3 separate regions of the Mus musculus genome follow, and all the other regions are linked to region 1. Evidence: chromatin contacts called from public HiChIP or PLAC-seq and promoter capture Hi-C data. All regions are on one chromosome and are shown on one strand. The core of a region is the stretch at or near the end of the contact, and the rest is flanking DNA. Distances in the headings are between cores, read along the strand shown.

What was found. Promoter capture Hi-C pulls out the DNA fragments that hold promoters and counts their contacts. HiChIP or PLAC-seq counts read pairs in DNA pulled down with a chosen protein or histone mark.
Region 2: a contact with region 1 is called in a promoter capture Hi-C map of embryonic stem cells, with 3 times the contacts expected there. The contact joins the enhancer-like site here to the promoter of Barhl1 in region 1. A contact is called at or near these places in 10 of 39 promoter capture datasets (the 3T3-L1 cell line, the SN4741 cell line, cranial neural crest and 5 more), 1 of 15 datasets of contacts at CTCF or cohesin (large pre-B cells), 2 of 484 Hi-C or Micro-C datasets (the HPC-7 cell line and embryonic stem cells), 2 of 115 datasets of contacts at active chromatin or transcription factors (both in embryonic stem cells) and 3 of 9 other capture datasets (adipose tissue, liver and pancreatic islet).
Region 3: an H3K4me3 HiChIP or PLAC-seq map of bone marrow-derived macrophages shows a contact between it and region 1, with 2.6 times the contacts expected there. The contact joins the enhancer-like site here to the promoter of Barhl1 in region 1. A contact is called at or near these places in 10 of 39 promoter capture datasets (the 3T3-L1 cell line, 3T3-L1-derived adipocytes, embryonic stem cells and 6 more), 1 of 484 Hi-C or Micro-C datasets (rod photoreceptor), 7 of 115 datasets of contacts at active chromatin or transcription factors (bone marrow-derived macrophages, embryonic basal ganglia, embryonic forebrain and 4 more) and 4 of 9 other capture datasets (adipose tissue, embryonic stem cells, liver and 1 more).

What each region holds. Positions count from the first base shown.
Region 1 is chr2:28,914,604-28,919,026 of GRCm38.p6, forward strand. It overlaps Barhl1 (BarH like homeobox 1), which reads right to left and starts at 1,818. Exons shown (of 3, transcript NM_019446.4): 1 at 611-1,818. The coding sequence starts at 1,076.
Region 2 is chr2:29,150,325-29,154,747 of GRCm38.p6, forward strand. It overlaps Setx (senataxin), which reads left to right. Exons shown (of 26, transcript NM_198033.2): 12 at 3,614-3,772. Among named protein-coding and RNA genes, the nearest start is that of Setx, 28 kb to the left of the region's middle. Within about 2 kb of position 1,842, at least 5 of the 459 cell types and tissues checked have an H3K27ac peak or open chromatin away from gene starts, as enhancers often do. A contact at or near this core is called in embryonic stem cells, where this site is marked.
Region 3 is chr2:28,784,649-28,789,071 of GRCm38.p6, forward strand. All of the region lies in intron 11 of Ak8 (adenylate kinase 8), which reads left to right. Among named protein-coding and RNA genes, the nearest start is that of Gtf3c4, 54 kb to the right of the region's middle. Within about 2 kb of position 2,148, at least 13 of the 459 cell types and tissues checked have an H3K27ac peak or open chromatin away from gene starts, as enhancers often do. A contact at or near this core is called in bone marrow-derived macrophages, where this site is marked.

The DNA of each region.
Region 1 (4,423 bases), core at 568-3,067:
CCACTGTTCAACCCACTGAAGACCCAAGTCAGAGAGAGCTGCTGTGTAGGTATGGCATTCTTCCCCCTCCGCCTCAGCCTCAGACCCTAATCCAGCCAGCCACCTGGCCTCTCTCTTTCTGCATGGTTCGCAGGCCTAGACTACACCACACTCAATGGGTGGGGAGGCCCACCTTTTCCTCTTTTGGGAAAATTCAGATTAAAAGCTAGACAATTTGTACTGTACTAAGGGCTCTGATGGGAATTTCCTACCAGGCTCTCACTCCAACAGTGCAGCAGCCTCCAAGCTATGCACTGTTGCAAGCTCTCCTCCCAGGGATCCTCAGAAGGTGAGGCTCTTGCCAGAGTTTGCTTTGTACACCTGGGGAGGCTTGCTCTCCTCCACACACAGTATCCTCCCCAGCTTCTCCGAGCCACACACGCTGAACTCTTTGTTGCTCCAGGACCTCAACCTTTGGAGCTGGTAGAGAGGTCTAGAGGAAAACCAACTCTCGGCCCCGGCCTGAGAGATCCTGGAGATGACTATGTTCCTGTCTCCAAGTGTGTGCTCTCAAGTTTTACATGTCACTTTTTAGAACCCACCCACCCCGCTTTTCCCCTTAGTTTCTTACCTTTGTACTCAGAGTCTGATGAAGCGCTGCTGACACTTTTGTCCAGCTTGTCTCGAAAGTCCTCCCCGGCCTTGGCCGCAAGGCGGCCCCCAGGCTCAGGGGCTGCAGGCTGCCCACTGCTAGAGTAGGGTGCACAGGCCGCGAGAGGTTTGCAGTCAGCAAGGATGTCCCTGATCAGAAAGGAGGAGGTGACAGTTCGCGACTGGGCTGGGGCTGAAAGCTGCCCCGGTTGCAGGTGAGAGTCCAAACCTGGGCCAGATGCTGCACCAGGCCGCGAGGTACTGGTCTCCAGACAGTCTCTTCCGGGCGAGGCTGGTGAAGAGCAGTCGCTACTGCTCTCTGAGCGTGGACTCAGCTCCAGGGGTGAACGGCAGTCCCCAAGCAAGGGGTCCCCCTTGGGAAGGGCGGGGCTGCCCGCTCGGTGGGAGAGAATGGAGTCAATCCCAAAGCCATTAGAGCCTTCCATAGCCAAGCTGCAACCTGTCCTCCCCAAAAGCTCCCCACCCACCCCCAACCCCAGCCGCCGCTGCCCCTGCCCCTAGCTGCGGGCTGGCATGGGGAAGGCGGGCAGGGAGCCTGTGGGCACCTTGGACGGAGTTCAGCCTTGGGGGAGCCCGGGAGCTCTGGGCCAACCTCCTCTGCGCATTACATCCAAAAGGGCTCAACGCGTCTTCTGCAGCACCGCGCCGAGCCGCCGAGCCGAGGGGGGGTGGTGGTGGGAGTGTCAGGAGGAATGGGAGGAGGGCGCGCCAAGTTGGGGAGAGCCAAAGGGTAGAAGAACGGCCCGAGGATCCCTTAGGCACAGAAGAAACACGAGGTTGATGGAATCTGAATAAAGATCGTCTTTTGAAAAAACAAAATCCAAACCGCACGCTTCCTCCAGGCAAACGGTAGCCCAGGGCAGGGGTCAGCACGGCCGATAGCAACCGGCCGGGGCCGCGTTACGGGCAGGCAGAACAGAGCGCACCTGGAGGCCTCAGCACCGCGGACAGCGACAGCGGCCCCGGGATCGAGCAGCCCCACCTGGCCCCGGAGCTCCTGCTCGGCCCCGCCAGCACCGTGGACAGCGCCCTGCGGCTCCCACCGCAGCTCTCACCTGTCCTCCGCGCGCGCCTTCGCCGCCACCCCCACTTCCTTTAAAAAAAAAAAAATCGAACTTGGGTCACTTTTACTTTAGGACTGGCTTTTTTGTTGTTGTTGTTGTTTCTCTCTCTCTCTCTCTCTCTCTCTCTCTCTCTCTCTCTCTCTCTCTCTCTCCTTTTTTTTTTTCGTTGTGTTGTGTTTTTTTTTTAAAGGGGACTCACCCACGTGTCCCCGGAGTGATGACGCTGATTGGTTCGGGCCGATTTTGGGGGTGATGTCACGTCTCTACAACCCGCGGCCCGATTCTTTTCCAGTTTGATTAAAAGAGACACTGAATTAATTACAGCACAGACCTAACTATTTACCGGCGATTTCCACACAGTTTGCTTTCATTAGGTCAGCGATGACGCCTCTAATGAAGATGATTAGCCAAGGGGGGCAGGGACCGACCGGTGGGAGGAGGGCCAGCTGGGCTGCGTGGCCTGGAGTTTGGATGTTGGGCCTTGAAAGCCTTCTCCTGAGCTTGTCCACAATTATTCCAACTACTTGACCGAACCGGGATCCTATCTACATCCCCTTTCTTCCTCCTAATTTCCCTTCCTCATCCCACAAAATGGCAGCATAACCCAGTGGAGAAAAGACGTGGATGTGTAGGGAATCCTTTTCCTAGTACAAGAAGCATTTAAAATTTTATTTTCAGGGTGTTTTGCTTGGGTTCTAGGTCTCTTCACTCTCTCTCTCTCTCTCTCTCTCTCTCTCTCTCTCTCTCTCTCACACACACACACACACACACACACACACACACACACGCCATGTAGAACACCACAATTCTCTCCTTGCCTCTGGGCCTACTGGGCCTGCAGAAGGTTAGGACTGATGTCTTTTGGAAAAGAGACCAGAGTGAGGCCTAATTCGGAGGCGAGAGCTGAACCGTGGGAAAGATCAAGTCTGGAGCGTTAAGGGGACCCACGGATTTGACTGTGGCCTGAGCGAGGCGGCACAAGAAACAAGGCAGTGACCTCTTCATCCCCAGTCAGTGGCCTCTCTAGGGCGTATGTCCTGAGAAGCTAGTGTTTTTTGGATAAGTGTGTGTGTGTGTGTGTGTGTGTGTGTGTGTGTGTGTGTGTGTGATGTACCTTTAGACAGGACAATGCAAGTTCTGAGCTAGCACGAGGATGTCTAAGGCCGACCGTGGATAGCCTGGACTCTTCTTTCAAGGCAGTGCTAAAAATGAAGATTGGGACTTTCCCTCTTCGCCCTCCGGACCGCGCTCTAGTTCCGCTCCTTTGTGGGATCAGCCACTGCTAGTGCAGGGGCCCCGGTCTCCAAGTAGCTGCAACGGGTCAGGGGCCTGGATTCTCTGGGCTCAGCTCCAGGGTGGACGGTGCCCTGGTCTGCGAGAGAGCGGAGTTGCGCATCTGGGCAGCAGGGGCCCCGCGGCTCGCGGGGAGTCCAGACTTTCCTCTTCGGCTCGCCCCTAACCCTCGTTCTTGGCCCCTGGGAAACTATCCGTGGCCCGCGTCCGGCTCGGCGACCAAGGCCGCCGTAGAATCGTTCAGCGCCGCAGCCCGCAAACGCGATCTCGGCCGGGAGTGGCCCCTCGAAGCGAGCAAAACGGAAACTTTGTCCTCTGCCGGGATGGGCCAGCGGTGGCCTCGCGCCCGGCTCCCCGCGCGCTCCCTCTGCTCCGGTCGGCAGATTGGAAGCGGCCGGGCTATCGGCCGGGCTGGGAGCGAGGGCCCGCTGCTCCCGGGGGACTGCGGGTGGAGCTCGGCTGCAAGCTGTCGGGGAGGCGGGAGGGCGGGGGCCCCGGCCGGAGCTCGGCGGCCCCAGCGCTGGGCGCCTCCCGCTGGGCCTTGCCTGTCTTTCTTTTCAATTTGGTGGATGGGGATGCGGAGTCGTCATAAATCACCATGAGCGAGATGTCTTGGGGCCTTCCCTGCCAGCCTCCAGCTTGGGCTTCTCTGCCGCTGCAGGAGGGTCTCTATCCGGTCGCCCACACCTCTGCTGCTTCTCACCTTATGAGGACTCATTTTTCGTAGCACCCTAGGTCCACATGAGTTGCAGATACCTCACTCTTTTGGGACCTGTAAGCATTATAGTCACGGCCGGCAAAGAGCTGCGGTCTCCGTCTCTCTAGATGTGTCTCCAGCCTCCTCGGCCTCAAGGGTTCCTAGCAGCTCCTGCCTCGGCCAGTTTTCTAAGTCTTATTCTTGGGCCGAGATCTCAGTCCCAGCAAAAGAGAAAACCAGAAGAAAAGAAAAGAAAAAAAAAAGTGAAGCCGATAGTCTCACAGATCAGAGCCCGAGAAAGCAGAGAGGACAGTTCGAGCCTTCTCAGGGCAGGGAGAAAAATAAACCAGGCTAGAACCCAACCTCTTGCAGCGCGAGCTGGCTTCTCTATACTTCTCAGAGGCCCAAGGACATTTAACAGCTGGTTAATATAACGTTATTAGCACTGAATTATTGTAATCTATAGAAATTCAAAACATGCTGCGTGGGTTGTTTCGTTTGAAATTTAGGGTATAGCCCTTTCTCATGTGCTTGCTCTTTTCCAACTTAGGGCATTGACCTGAGAGGTACTCCACCACACACCCCCGCCCCCCCCCCCCAGCCTCCATTATCTGGCAGGCTCTTGCATCTTCAGCCTGTCTGAAGCAGCCCGGGTGAGTGTGTGGCTCAACTGGCCTTGTGCTTATCTGGGAAGGAAATAGGACTGGAAATTTTTATC
Region 2 (4,423 bases), core at 592-3,091, 240 kb after region 1:
AGAACAAATGGTCAGAAGTTTAGTTAATAAGTTCTGTAATTTTAGTGCATGTGTGTGTGATATATAGAGAAAATATGAACAGATAAAAAGTAAACTGTACATGTGACTGGATTGTTTTGTTTTTTTGAGGTAGCCTCTTCTGTGTGTGTCTCCCTGGCTGTCTTGGAACTCAATAGTAGACCAGGCTGCCCTCATTTCACAAAGATCTGCTTGCCTCTGCTTCCCTGAGTGCTGAGATTCAAGGCACACTGCACACAACACACCTGACTTTTGTACTATTAAATCAGTGAAGAGTGACAAGTAAAATACAATAGAAATGAGTGCCTCTTATATACCAAATCTATAATATATCCACGGAGATACTAGTACATTTATGGTAGAGCTGGTTTTGTAGTTGTCGAACTCTTGTGGATTGTGAGTGAAGCAAACCCTGATATTGTTAGGAAGCAGCTCTCGTGGAAGAGGGTTTATAGTGGGTTAGGTGATGAACCCGGGAACTTGGGTTGGAAGAACCAACTTTTCACATTCAAATTTTAGAGTTTACAGAAATGTAGAACTCAGACTCCACAGAGTTTTCAACAAGCCTTCTCACATGTTAAAATCTCACATACATGGAACAGTGATGGAATCAGGGGTTAGCATTGCTCTAGTACAGAGTATGAGAGAGGCCTCATTCATAACACAGCTGCGGTCCCAGTGATGCCTGTTTTCTGTCCTGGGATCCAGTCTAAAGTCCAAACATCTGGAGTTGTGCTGTCTCCTCTCAGTCCCCAGTGGTCTAGCGTAGTTCACTCCTCAGCCTGTCTTCACTGCATGTTCTTTCTACCAGTTAGTTTGTAGAACACACTCTTTGTTTCCCAGATGTTACCTTAGACTTGAGGTTTTATGCATTTGGTAAAAATAGAACAGAAGAATAGCTTTTCTTGGTGGCAACTCAGTCTGATCACTTGATTGCTGAGTATCTTCTGTGAAGTTACTGTTTTCCACAATCTGTGTTGTGCCCCTTTTTTTCTTCCCTGTTTGTTTTGTTTGTTTTTTCTTAATTTGTTTTGGGATTTTGGAATTAGAACCTAGGACCTTTGTATTCCATCACTGAGCTATATTGTAACACAGTTGAAAATTTCTTGTTAAAGATAGTTTTTACAACCCCAACTATGGTTAGGTTTATTCAGTGTTTTCCTTGTGCATGTGCGTGTGCTTGTGTGTATAGCACCTATGGGAGCCAGAGAACAACCTTAGGTTTTGAAGTAGGATCTCATTGTCCTGGAACTCACCAGTTAGGCTAGACTTGACAGGCCAGTGAGCCAGAGGGATCTCAGTCTCCTGCTTAACCATACTATATTATTTTAAGCGTGTCTCACCATGACCAATCTTTTAAAAAACAAAATGGTGTGTGTAAGGGTGTGGAAGGCAGAAGATGTTGAATTGCTAGGACTAGAGTTACAGATGGTTATTAGCTATCATGTGAGTACTGGAGGTTGAACCCATGTCCTATAAAAGAGCAGCCCTCCACTGCCCCACCTGTAACATGCCCAGCCTCTCTCTGAGAGTTCTAGGTTTGAAACTCAGGTCCTCAGTGGTTGTGAGATAAGCACTTTGCTGACCGAGCTACGTCCCTCCCCAGTCCTTTGTATGATATGTTAAAGTTACTTCTTTTAGAAGTTGAGCTCCCTCATTGAAGAGAGGGGCTTCCTACCCCACCCCACCCCCCACCCCCTGAAACATTTACTTAGGCTTCTTTAGTTACCCCTCCCTCTCCTCCTGGTTTTGTTCTTGTGAGTCTCTGGTGTGCTGTCTCTTCTTGCCGTTGTTACAGATTGTAAGAATGGAATTCTACAGTCTCTGCACTTGTGTCTTTTGCTGCTTGCATTAACATAACAATATTGATTGTTCATAGTTCTGATTGACTTGTACCATCTGCCTCATCTCCATTCTTAGTGCTCAGCTGACTCGGTTGATGTGAACCTTTTTATTGTAGTGCTTGCTTTATTTTCCTAGTCTTGTTTACTTTATATCCCTTGTGTGGAATGCCATTAGTAGCTTTAAAGTATCTTTGTGTACTTAGATCTATTTCTGAGTTTCTTGAGCCTGTGATTTTGAAATTGGAGAACACAAGAGAGAACTCTGTGGTTAAGAACCAGTAGAAAGACCTGGGCGGAGTGGTGGAGCATACCTTTAATCCCACTACTCAGGAGACACAGGCAGGAAGACAGCCTGGTCTACAGAGTGAGTTCCAGGACAGTCAGAACTACACAGAAAAATCTTATATTAAAAACAAACCCAGTAAAAAGTCAGGCCTGATGGCACATGCTATAATCCTAGCACTTGAGAGGCTAAGGTAAAGGGTAAAGGGTTCAGGGTCACAGGGAAGGAGAGAGAACTCAGTTAAAAAGTACTTGTTGCTTTTGAAGAAGATCCAGATTCTATCCCTAGTACCCATGTGGTAGCTCACAGCCATACATAACTCCAGTTCTAGAGTCCAATAGGGATGCAGGTGGTACACATATATACATCATGCAGGCCAAAGATTTATATACATAAAATGTTGGGGTTCAGGAATTGCCACACAAACCATTAAACAGCCATCTCAGTTAAGCGAGAATAGTTTATTTAATGCACACCCCAAGACTGATTTATTAGGACCCAGGATCCCAGTTGTAGTACTAGTCTGTTCTTAGGGCAGGCTTTTTAAAGGAAAAGCCAAGTTCAAAAGTAAGATGGCAAGGGTGAAGGCTTAGTACTATCAGCTGACTTTTAAGTTGATTGGTCCTAAGTGAGGTAAGAGGAGTGGTGAATGGGTGGTGAACTCAGGTCCTCTAAGAAGAGCAGCCAGTGCATGTTACTTTGTACTTTTGGAGGGTGGGGGGTGAGGGTAGAGTGGGGTTTGAGACAGGATTTCTCTGCATAGCTCTTGGTTGTCCTGGAATTCTGTAAACCAGGCTGGCTAGGATTCACGAGCTTTATCTGCCTTGAGATTAAAGGCACGTACCACCACCACCACCCAGCTGATTCCTTTACATCTCTCTAAGGCCACTTGGTGCTACTTTTCTGTGCCTGGATGTGGGGTCATCCACTGGAACCTGTGGGATCTTTTTTTTTTTTTTTTTTTTTGAGACAGGGTTTCTCTGTGTAGCCCTGGCTGTCCTGGAACTCACTCTGTAGACCAGGCTGGCCTCAAACTCAGAAATCCGCCTGCCTCTGCCTCCCAAGTGCTGGGATTAAAGGCGTGTATATACGTGCCACCATTGCCCGGCGAACCTGTGTAATCTTATCAAGTGTCCATCCTCCTAAAGAAAAGTGACCCTTCCTCCCTTATAACCATCAATTGCCTGCAACTCCTCAGCTAGTGGTGGGACCTGTGGAGCCCTCCTCCTTTCCATGCTGGACTTTTGAAGCAGCTTGATCTTGGACAGGTCATATATAGGCAACCACAGCTGCCACTGTTTGGTCTGCATCAGATTTTTACATTTTTATTGGCTTAGGTCACCCTTCCAGTATATAGAGAGAATTCATCAGGACTTTATACTTTGGAACTTAGTGCAAAGGTTTAATTTCTCGTAATTGATCTTGAAATCTGTTAAAAATTGCATAAATGCCAATTTTTGTTTCATAGTTTACTTGAACGAATCTGAACTTGCTAAACAGCTTCACCCAAAGGAAAATGATCTGGTGTTTCTGGCTCCTGAGAAGAGTTATATGGACAGGCATGGCATGCAAGATTGCAGTCACTATTACTGTGGCTATGTTCATAAGTTTCGTCGCACTTCAGTTAGTAAGTAAATAAGGGGTCAACAAGATGATCTCATTTGCTGTACATTATGCTTAGCTTTGTATTTTGTTTTATGCCAGGTTGATCAGTTTCCAATTAGAATTCTTTTTCTATTTTCCCACCTAAGATCCTGAGTTTATTGCTTACTATTTAAAAGCTTTTTTTAAAATTATGTGTATGTAGGTGAATGCATACAAGTGCAGGTGCCTGCTGAGGCCAGATATGCTGGATCCCCTTAGAGCTGGAGTTAGAGGCAGTTAGGAGCTGCCCAGCATCATGGGTATTGGGAAACCCAACTCAGGTTCTCTGGAAAAGCAATATCTTTTATGTTCTTAACAACTGAACCATCTCTCCAGCCTCAAACCTTTGTGTGTGGAGGGGGCGGGGGTTGCGGGGTAGGGGGTGGGGCAGTGCCGGGGGAGGGCAGTTTGAAATAGGGTTTGTCTGTATGGGCCTGGCTGTCCTGGAGCTCACTGTGTAGACCAAGCTTGCCTCGAACTCAGTGAGTGATCTGCCTGCCTCTGCCTCTCTAGTGCTGGAATTACAGACACACTCTGCTACAACCTGGCTTTGTTTAATGTCCTCTTCTGATTCTTTCTTCCATCTGTCTTTTTTTTTTTTTTTTTTTTTTTCTTTCCGAGACAGGCTTTCTCT
Region 3 (4,423 bases), core at 898-3,397, 130 kb before region 1:
CGGAGGTCAACCTGACAGTCACAATTTACCATCACAGGACCAGCAAGATGGCTCAACAGGTAAAGCCGCTTGCCACCAAGCCTGGGGACCTGTGTGATTCTGGGACCCACATGGTAGAAGGAGAGAAACGAGGTCCATAGCTTATCCACTGGCCCCTACACGTGGCCTCCTCACAGGCACTCTACACACACACACACACACACACACACATACACACACACACACAAATGTAATTTTAAAATCTTAGCTATTTAACAGGTTGTGGTTTTGTTCCTTGGTGCAGGGCCTTTACTTCGTTCAGGCTGGCCTTGAACTTACGGTGTAGATGCAGGTATAGATACGGTGTAGACCTCGGATTAAATGAGGGAAACCCTCTCATCCATCCTCTCATCCCAGACCTCTACTCTCTTCCCCAGAAGTAGTCTCTTTTAACGGTTTCTAGAGCATTCCAGAAAATTCTTCTGCATCAGTGCAAATCTATGCACTTGTCTTTCTATGAGTGGACGTGTAAGTGTGCACAGGTCAGATTCCTCTTACTTTTCTGTAACCTGGTGTCGTTGTCGTGCATGTCCTGTGAATAGCTTGGGCGGGTCTCTGTCGGACTGCTTCCTTACTTTCACTCAGCAAAGGGTGCTCTGGTCAGCGCTCTGTCTGAATATTAAAATCCCAAAATGTGTTGTCCGTGACTACCGCTGACAGGCACAGAGCTCCTGATGTGCCTAGGGGACAAAGAATCATACAACTGAACGCGGCATGTGCTCTGGAGATGGCTGTTTCCAAGAGCCAAAGGCAGTCTGGATGTTTAGGGAGGCCAGGATGCAAGGCTTGAGATAGCCTGAGTGATGGCCTGGGGCTGGCAAGTCTGCAGCCCTCCCCAGGTTCACACTTCAGCTCAGCTGGATCCCCACCCCCAGGCTCAGGCTGGAGAAATGGCTGACAGCAGGAAACTTAAACTCTAGGAAGCCTAATTGTGGCCTCGGAGCAGTGATGCAGTGACAGGTTTTAAATATGTCAGTGTTTTCTCTAGGACTGGCTGTGTACCCACAGCAGTTGCTCTGTGTGTGTGTGCGCGTGTGCCTGTGTACTCACCCTTCCCTGTGGTTCATATAGAGAGGCCAGAGGTCAGAGTTGGGTGTCTTTCTCTATTGTCTTCCATCTTCCATTTAAAATTTTTTCTTATTTGATGTGTATGGGTGTTTTGCCTGCATTTATGTCTGTGCACCATGTGGAAGCACTGCCTGTGGAGGCCAGAAGAGCGTGTTGCATCCCCTAGAACTGAAGTTACAGATGGTTGTGAGCCACCACATGGGTGCTAGAAATTGAACCTGGGTCCTCTGCAAGAGCAGCAACTGCTCTTAATCTCTGAGCAATCTCTGTAGCCCTTCCACCTAATTTTTTTTTGAGACAAGGTCTTTCACTGAACCTGGAACTGGCCATTTCAGCCAGATGGGCTGGCCAAGGAGCCTCAGAGATCTGCCTGTCCGTACCTCCCAAGCACTGGACTTACTACACGAGCCACTTTTCCATGGGTGCAGGGGATTTGAACTCAGGTCTTCATGCTGTGCCGCCCACCAAGCTGATTCTGAATTCATGTCACTAACAGATATTTAGGCATCTCCAGAGTGACCAGGACACAGACCAGCTTCCTCTTTAGGCCCCAGCACACGAGCTGATGACAGCACAGACTTCTGGAGCTGCTGCTGAGCCCAGAAGCTTATGGGAAAGAGAGATCATAGCCTGGCTGGAGAGGAAACAGGAAGGGCCGAGGGCGAGGACAGAACCAGCCCCATCCGTCTCCCTAGCTTACTCCACCACAGAGTCTCAGTTTCTTCATTTGCAAAGTGGATCAATAGTGTATGCTGGGTGACACTGTGGAGGGCTCAAATGAGGCTGAGTACATAGAGAGTGATGGATTGCAGCAATTATCCATGGAGAGCAGGATTAACCAGCAGCTCCCAGTGTAGCCCAGATCGCTCCATCAGAGAACTGGTACTACTGTATGAAGAACGAGAAATCTTTTCGCCTCGTCCTCCCACCTCCCTGGCTCTAAGACGGCAGCCATCTTTCCTCAAGCGTACTGAGTGGGTAGACAGTCCTGTGTTGGAGGAGGCAGGGCCAGAGGCAGTCCTTCCGCAGCTCCATACCCCGTCATTGCCATCCCTAGCTATGGAGATCTTTCCCCGCTAATGGCCCTAACCCCTGTGGCTGCCCTGGATTGAAATGTCAGTCACTTTAGCTGCCCCTGGACAAACGTGTTCAGTTGTCATCTGCTGAGTGCCCACGGCAACCACTGTGGCATAATAGAGACAAACACAGCACCAAACTGGAACATGATGGGTCCGGAATTATGTATTTAATTCACAGTTGGAACGGAGTGCTCATAAAATCTTGATCATGATAGAGAGGCTAATAAACACTTCAGATCATAATGATCTGGGGGTGGGAGGGGTGGCTTGGTGAAGCAGTTAGTTTTAAAGTGGTTAGAGACAGAGAAAGTCAGCCAGGCAGAACTCTCCAGACACCAATCCAAGGAGTCGTCTCCGCGGGGTTGGTAATGATCTTGAGCAAGCCCTATTCTGGGTCTGTGGATGTTAGTTTGAGAGGCACACACAGCGAGGGCTGCGCTGCTGCTTGTGGACATTGCTCTGTGCCTTATGCTGCATGGTGGCAGGTGCAGCCTGCCAGAAAGCATCCGCCTTCAACAGCCTGGAGCAGGCATCACACAGTCTGAGCCCAGAGGGCAGCCAGGGGTGGCTTCAGCTTAGCAGGCCATGTACCATGGTGTGGAGCAGGGATGCAGAGTGAGGGTGTGTGGGGAAGGGGAGGAGCTGTCCAGGGTAGAGAATGTGCTCCAAACCACTGACCTGTTGTGGTCCCTCAGGAGGCTTAAAGCTGCTGTGTTGGTGGGGAAAGCTACAGCCCTGAAGACTTAGTACAGGTCCAAATCCTGTCTTGCACATACTAGCCACATAACTTTGGGCAGCTCACTCACCTTCTCTGCAAAGTGGGGTCGATGATGAGCACCCATGGTAAAAAAGTAAGTTACGAAAACTCATTCTGAGCTCTGAAGAAGCAGGCACCCATCATGGGCACCCATCATGGGCACCCATCATGTCACGTGGCCAGAATGATGTCATTGGGAAAGGAGGCATCAAGACTGGTGAATTTGCAATTCTCCTGCCTCGACTTCCTGAGTTCTGGGATCATGGCTCTGAACCATCACACCCAACTGAGACGGTACCTGGAATCATATTCAGCAGGGTCGTTGGCATTTTCGGGTGAGGGGGCAGCTCAGGTTTGGTTGTGCTTTGGAGAGGGGCCCCTGACCACTGATCCATGAGACTGGAAGGTTTCAAAGTTTATTCATTCATTAAACCCTGACTATGCCCTATGGTAAAGTCTGTGTGCCAATAGGGCCAGCTCTGGAGATGCAAAGCCCCACCCTCCTACAAACCTCCTCCCCCAGGAACTCTCTAAGTTGTCCGAGCACTTAGCCTCTCCACAGCAGGGGTAGCTCACAGAATACAGGAAAAGCTAACCGACAAGAAGCCCAGGAAGTTCAATGTCTCTGACACATGACAACAATCTGTTAGATAGTTTAGGCAGTTAACTCTAACCCAAATGTTGTGGTTCCCCCAAGCAAGTGCTGAGCCACGTCAGCTGGACCAAGGTGTTGATTAAAGATCAGCTTAGGTCAGAAGAGATGGTTCAGCTTTGAGGATTTCGCCTTTCAGTTGTGGGAGAGAGAAACAGACAGTGACTGGGAAAATGTCAGCCCATCATGTGAGACCCTCAGAGCTGGCAGAGAGGATCAGGGAGCAGCAGCCTTGCCGAAGCTTTTCCTTCCTAACCCAGCAGGAGAAGGAGGCAGTCAGGGATATGGTGGCAGAGGTGATAAGAGTCTAGCCTTGTTCAGCATCACTTTGATATCGGGATGGGGCTATGGGTCAGTGACATGCTTGTACAATTCTAGCACCCGCTTCTTACCTTCGTGGGCATCAGACACACACACACACACACACATACATACATACATACATACATACATACATACATACAGGTAAAACATCTAACAAATCTTAATAATAAAAGAAACCCCAAGGCTGATGGTTCCTGAGAAATAACATCGGGTACTGACCTCTGAACCCACCCCCCACATATACACATGCTAACCCACTTGCACGTGAGCCCCTATACAAGAACACAAATATACATGCACCCCTCACTCTTGCACTCCCACGCACACACAGTGTTCACGTATACATGTAGAGATCAGAGGTCAAGTTGCTCAGGTGATGTCCCCCACCTTTTTTGGTCATGAGACAAGGTCCCTCACTAGCCTGGGGCTCACTGATTAGGTGAGAAGAGCTTGTCAGGGAAGCCCTGTGAGCCGCCTGTCACTGCCTCCCTGGCTCATGGATGA